Regions from separate parts of the Macaca mulatta genome. Here region 2 is linked to region 1. A link is a contact called in public Hi-C data. All regions are on one chromosome and are shown on one strand. The core of a region is the stretch at or near the end of the contact, and the rest is flanking DNA. Distances in the headings are between cores, read along the strand shown. Region 1 holds the start of TEX54 (testis expressed 54). Region 2 holds the start of TMEM223 (transmembrane protein 223).

What was found. A called contact is a pair of places that touch in the nucleus more often than the background predicts.
Region 2: a Hi-C map of CD4 T cells shows a contact between it and region 1, with 3 times the contacts expected there. The contact joins the promoter of TMEM223 here to the promoter of TEX54 in region 1. A contact is called at or near these places in 4 of 14 Hi-C or Micro-C datasets (CD4 T cells, fetal cortex germinal zone, fetal cortical plate and 1 more).

Annotation. Positions count from the first base shown.
Region 1 is chr14:11,221,912-11,225,145 of T2T-MMU8v2.0, reverse strand. It overlaps TEX54 (testis expressed 54), which reads right to left and starts at 1,663. Exons shown (of 1, transcript XM_077962609.1): 1 at 957-1,663. The coding sequence starts at 1,576. The coding sequence ends at 1,070. It overlaps WDR74 (WD repeat domain 74), which reads right to left. Exons shown (of 13, transcript XM_077962574.1): 9 at 3,170-3,234; 10 at 3,019-3,074; 11 at 2,538-2,683; 12 at 2,365-2,421; 13 at 1,665-1,898. The coding sequence ends at 1,719. STX5 (syntaxin 5) reads right to left here and starts at 784. Exons shown (of 11, transcript NM_001261004.2): 1 at 652-784.
Region 2 is chr14:11,265,652-11,268,885 of T2T-MMU8v2.0, reverse strand. TMEM223 (transmembrane protein 223) reads right to left here and starts at 1,650. Exons shown (of 2, transcript XM_015113958.3): 1 at 1,315-1,650; 2 at 1-567. The coding sequence starts at 1,630. The coding sequence ends at 275. It overlaps NXF1 (nuclear RNA export factor 1), which reads right to left. Exons shown (of 22, transcript XM_077962523.1): 21 at 2,240-2,300; 22 at 1,772-2,117. The coding sequence ends at 2,079. TMEM179B (transmembrane protein 179B) reads left to right here. Exons shown (of 5, transcript NM_001194702.2): 5 at 1-45.

The sequences.
Region 1 (3,234 bases), core at 414-2,913:
TCCCCAAACTCCCCCGCCCCACCCCAATCAACAAATCCTCGAGCCCCTTCCGCACTTCTCATGGACTTTCGCGCCCAAGACGCTCGCAGATCCTGGGGCGGGCCAGCAGCGGAAAGGGCTCTGCTTTTCCCCTGTCCCAAGTCGAACCCGCTTCAGACTCTTCTTCCAACTTGGCTCCGGCGGCCAGAGCGCGGGCCGGGGGCCCTGAAGCAGAGACAGGGCCAGAGCCAAGTCCCGTGGCCCTCAGACTGCGGCCTGGCCCGTGTAACTGCCCCGGGCCCTAACCCAGTCCCTTCGTTTCCGTGGTTTCCTTCGGCCCCTCGGGGGGGGGCCGGTGACGGACCTCCAAAGACTGACACACTTCGGTGGGCGGAGGGGGAAACCTCTGGGTGTTTATTTGAAACAGGAAGTCCCACCCCCCGCCCAAGGTCCGCCTTCTGGAAGACTTCAACCACTCATTAGCTAATGCCGACGTCTCTCTCAACAGAGGCTTTCCTGATTGGACGGCAAGGAATTCGCTCACCAGGAGCCGGGCCGGCAGGACTTGCCTGCTTGCCCCTGGTTCCCTTCCCCCTGCCAGTCGTCGCCCCTGTAAAACCACTGCCCCAGAGCTGACACGGTGGCCAGACCCCCTCTTAGAGCAAGTCTTACCTCCCCTCTGCTGCCTGTCGCCGCCGCCACTACCAATCTCCCCGGCCGTCACTGCCTCCTCCCTGGGCACTGAGGCCGCCGAAACCCGACCAGACTGGAAGCGGCCACGTCACCTACACGTAACCCCACCCCCGGTGACGAGGGGGCGGTCCCACGCATTTTCAAGCCAGGCGACCCGAAAGACACGCCCCACATCCAAACGCAAGAGCGACCCCCCTCCCATTGGCTAAGGCGCTGCCGTGACCCCGCCCCTGAGTACTACAGCGGGAGCCCAGGGGGCTGGGCCCGCCTCCGGGGAGGAGCCTTAAAGAACCAGCTGCCCGGCGGTGTCCGCGCCCGTTTCCCAGAGTGGTGGTGCAGGTACACGTTAGAAATTTTATTCTCTGGAGGTTGGGGCGGACTAAGAGCAGGTCTGGGGTCATCCCTTCTCCGGCTCCTCCTGGTTGCCTTCTCGGATCGGACGCTCCTGTTTCCGAGTCTGATCTGATTGCCTCTTGCTTGACGGCAAGGAGTCCCGACCACTGAACATTGATGACCTAATCTGGTCTGATTGTCTCTTGCTTGACCGCGAGGAGCCCCGACGACTGAACATGGATAGTCGCCGCCACAGCACGGTGATCAGAAGGCTTTCGTTCGACTTATGATTCCGATGGTCCGGGGAGTTCAAGTCGATACCTTCGGCGCCTGAGGCGACGAGGCCTCTGAGCTCACCCCTACCCTCGGGAAGCCCCTTCTCACACTCCCTGGGCCCTCTGTGTGTGCCTCTGGTCCCATCTTCCCTGACGGCCTCAGACTCTGCCTCCTTGGACTGCTCATCCGACATCTCAAAGTCCTTGTCTTGGCAGCAGCCCATGGCCCCGCGGGGCCCCGGACTCCCTGCCACCCACGCCAGCCTACCTGCCTCCAGGCCCGGCTTTTGTGACATCAGATATCCCGTCGCCCCAGCTCAGGGAGCCCCCACCCCAAGCTACCCCTCATTCCTTTCTCCCATCACAAAAGGCTCAGGGTCATGGTGGATGTTCAGCTGTTTATTTACAAAGTGGGCAGGCACAGGGGCGTCAGGGGCGTCAGGGGCTGGTGGACCCAGGCCGCTTCTTCTTTCTCCGTCTGGTTTGGAGAGCTCCTTGGGTCTGCTCCAAATCCGAGAGCTTCCGCTTGGCAGCTGCCTCCAAGGATGCCCAAAGTTCGTCTGTCTCTGTGTCTTCTAGGGGCACCTTGTTGGGTTCTTGAGGCTCTTGGGGCTCATCCTGGTGAGTGGGAAGAAAGTGTAGGAGTCAGGGGGACTGGGCATGGTAGCTCCCACCTGTAATCTCAGCACTTTGGGAGACCAAGGCAGGAGGATTGCTTGAGCCCAGGACTTAGCGACCAGACTGGGCAACATAGGAGACCCCATCTCCACAAAAAGAAGTTAAAAAAAAAAGAAAAAGTAGTCAGGGGCACAGGGACAAACCCACAGGGAAGGAGACCCTGGCTGAGAAATAATCCCTCTGGGTATCACCACCTTTATTCCCTGCTCCCAGAAAGCAACCCCATCCATGCTCTTGGCAATAACCCTCAGGATTTTAACTGTTAATGCCTCTCAGAGAAATTAAGTGACCAGGCAGGTAAACAGATAGTCCCAGGTCTGCATTCCAGCTGCCTCCTTTTCCTCTTCATAGGGAGATCCTCACATCTATGCCCTTAGCTCCCACATTCCCAGACCCAACTGCTCACCTCCCAGTTGTCCCTGCCTGACAGGAGGAGGCAGTTCAATTGAGACTTGAGATAAACCTGCAAAAGATGAAGGACCTTAAGGAGCTAGGCATGCTGAGACAGAAACATGAAAGGGGACAAAGGAGGCGGAGCCTCCACAAGACCATGAGTTTGGGGTGGGAGAGACGACTTACCTTATGCTCCAGACCCCGTGGATTCTGGATCCTGTGTATCCTCAAGACTCTGTCCAAGCCACAGGAAGCTAGTAGAGGCTTTGAAGGGTGGCACTGCAACCCACGGACACTGCCTGCCAGCCCCTTCAGACAGCCCAGTAGACGCCCTAGAGAAGGGGGGAAGCATCCGTGATAACTGGCTGGCCAATAACCAACCATTCATTGTTTCCTGTTCCAATCACTTTCCATTTCAACATTTAATCTGCAACAAAACCCTGAGACTGGAGCTTCTACTAATATTTCCATTTCGCAGGTGAGGAAATTACGGCACAGGGAGTTGAAATAGTTTAAGGTCATACAGCTTTTGAGGAAACCAGGATTTGAACCCAGGCAATCTGGCACCTGAATGAGGCCTCACTGGCCCCACTGCACCGCCTTAGAGGGAATCCTTACCCTTCTCCCTGCTCCTTCCTTTCCCCCCAACATACCCTAGTCCACTCACCTTGCCGAAGGTCAATTTCTGCCAGCTGCCCATGAGTGTTTCCCACAATCACTGAGCTGAGGATGAGACCAGAGGCAAGCGGAGTCAGCAGGAACCTCCTGGAGCCCTTCCCAAGCCCCACCCTCCCACCCGTTCCCCTCTAAACACTCACTTGCCTCCCGGAGTGAGGGTCATGGCTGTCAGTGGGTACTCTCCATAGGTGGTCTCTAGGACTGG
Region 2 (3,234 bases), core at 401-2,900, 44 kb before region 1:
CTGCTCCTTTATTTGTTGTTAATGAATCTTAACCTCCTTGTGTGACCTGATTGTTACTCCATTCTAAGATTGACTTTTTTTTTTTTTTTTGTAAATACAGACAAGGTCTCGCTATGTTGCCCAGGCTGGTCTCAAACTCCTGGGCTCCAGCAGTCCTCCTGCCTTACCCTCCCAAAGTGCTGGGATTACAACAGGTGTGAACCAACACACCTGGCTCCCCAAGGTTCAGCTTTTATCCCCCTGTTGGAGAGGTGAGTGACTTGAGGTTGTTTCTTCACAAGCTCCGGTAGGCACCCACAGTATTGTCAAAGAGTTTTGTGTTAGGGAAGTGTCCAGCTTTGTCCAAGAGGAAATAGAAGCGTCGGCCTTTGACTTTCAGAGGTAGCATGGCAGGGACTTCATCTCGGTGGGCCATGCAAGATACCTGCTTCAAAGGAACTGTGAAATGGGCCCACAAGCCAAAAGGGGCATGAGTGGTGAGGGTCACCTGCTGCCCTCCAGCTCGAAGCACCACTGAGCGCACAGACCGGAGAGAGAAGAGAAGACCAGCACCGAGTACGAGGGCTCCTGCAGGAAGGGCAGAGTTCGGGGTGAGGGGTTTTCACTGAACGTCTAAGTACCGACCTTTCCAGTGCCCTCTGAATAAGAAATCTTGGGGATGAAAGTAATATTTACTGAGCTTTTTCGAGACTGAGTTTCGCTCTGTCGCTCTGTGCAGTACTGAGCTCCTCTTATACACCACAATCCTGTTACTCCTCCCAACAACCTTAGTAGACATCTGTTTCCATTTTAATGGGAGGAGGAAGAGCTTTAAGGACCTTGCTTAAGGTCGCAGAGTGAAGGGCAGACCTCGGCCTACACTATGACAGGGCACAGCGCTCAGGGACACAAGTGTTTCGCTTTTTTTTTTTTTTTTTCTGAGACCGCAGTGCGACTGAGCCGGAGTGCAGTGGCGTGATCTCGGCTCATTGCAACCTCCGCCTCCCGGGTTCAATTGATTCTCCTGCCTCAGCCTCCCGCGTAGCTGGGACTACAGGCGCTTGCCACCACACTCAGCTAAATTTTTGTATTTTTAGTAGAGACGGGGTTTCATGGTGTTAGCCAGGATGGTCTCGAGGTCCTGACCTAGTGATCCGCCCGCCTCCGGCCTCCCAGCATATGAGCTACCACGCCCGGCCAGTGTTTCGAATTTCTGTAGGGTTAAGCCCGCCCACCACTCTTGTATAGGGAACCCCCAACTCTCCCTGCCTGTATAGGGAAGGTCGTGTCCCGCCACCCCACGTTGCCATAGTGGGAAGCCAGCCCACGTCTTACCGATGGCGCCGCAGCCGACGGCCAGACCATAGCGCCAGAGCGCGGAGCGCAGGTCGAAGGGGCCACGGTTTGGGACCTCCGCATCCAGAGGCTTCACCCGGACCGGGTGCCGGGACACGGCTACCACAGCCAGGGAGGCCCAGAAGACGCCCTGGCCAGCGCAGAACAGCCCGAGGATGGTGAAGAAGCGGCCCCGATCATGCTCAAAGAGCAACACATCCCGTTGCAGCGTCGCGCCTTGCAGGGGCCGGCGCGTGGGCAGGGGTCGCAGCACAGTTAGCAGCCCCGTGGGCCACCGCCTCCAAGGCGCCGCCATGGCCAGCCGACTTCCGGGGTGGGACTTCCTGTCGCGGAGCCGCCTCCCGCCCTCCCTGGCCCCCCCCTCCCCCGCCCCGCTAGAGGGCCCGCCCTCCCGCTCAGGGCTGGGAGGAGACAACCAATCCAGAACGCAGAACACAAAATACAACATCACTCTTTATATTAAAAAGTAAGGAGGTCCTGGGGTTAAGTACACAAAGCACCTAAATCCTTCGGGTAGTTTAGTGTCAGTTCTACAAAGTAAGCTTTGGCTTCCGGGCATCAGTGAGGCTCAATCTTCTGAAGGCTTCCAGGGCAGGCGAGGAGAGGGATCAGGCAGCCCTCCCTCCCTCGGTCACAGTCACGGGGCGGCCTAGGGCCAGACAGGAGGAGATGACAGACGACAACCAGATGGTAATATCCAAGGACTATTTACAGGGGAGGCTGCTTCTGGGGCATGACTACAATCACTTCATGAATGCCACTTCTGGGATCTCGCCCTTGGCCTGGAGAAAAATGAAGGTCAGTAGAGGCAGGCCTACCATCTCCACTCAGCAACCCCAGCTAACCTGACCTCCGGAAGGCCCAGAGATCCTAGTGTTTTTGCCACTGTATTTCCAGACCTTACCTTGAGATGAGTGAAGGCCTGGGCAGATCTGGTGTAGTCCCAGTTGTTGTCCTGAAGGCACCTGGAGTGGAAGAACAGGCAGCTCTGTAAGAACTCTGACCCCTAAATGCCAGTTGGAAGTCCATTCCATAAAAGCACCCAGGTTTGCCAACAAATATGTACATTCTTATACATCCTTGCACTATTTATACAAATGAGAAATTAGTAAAAGTCCAAATGTTCTACCAATGGCTTATCAAAGATAAGGAATATTAAATAGCTGTCAAGAAGTCCAAGATACTTTTTACAGTGGTAGGGAAAGATGTTCATGGTGTAAGTAAAGAAACTAAGTTGCAGAACAGTATATGAAAAGGAACTTCCATTTGCCTTTAACGTTTTTTTTTTTTTGAGATGGAGTCTCACTGCCGCCCAGGCTGGAGTGCAATGGTGCGATCTTGGCTCACTGCAACTTCTGCCTCCCAGGTTCAAGTCATTCTCCTGCCTCAGTCTCCCGAGTAGCTGGGATTACAGGCGCCACCACCATGTCCAGCTAATTTTTGTATTTTTAGTAGAGACAGATTTCACTATGTTAGCCAGGCTGATCTCGAACTCCTGACCTCGTGATCCGCCCACCTCGGCCTCCCAAAGTGCTGGGATTACAGGCGTGAGCCACCGCGCCCGGCAACCTTTAAAAATTTTTATGCTAGGCCGGGCGCGGTGGCTCACGCCTGTAATCCCAGCACTTTGGGAGGCCGAGGCGGGCGGATCACAAGGTCAGGAGATCGAGACCACGGTGAAACCCCATCTCTACTAAAAATACAAAAAATTAGCCGGGCGCGGTTGTGGGCGCCTGTAGTCCCAGCTACTCAGGAGGCTGAGGCAGGAGAATGGTGGGAACCCGGGAGGTGGAGCTTGCAGTGAGCCAACATCGCGCCCCTGCCCTCCAGCCAGGGGGACAGAGTGAGACTCCATCTCAAAAAAAAAAAAAAAAAAAAAAATTATGCTAATTTATGCAC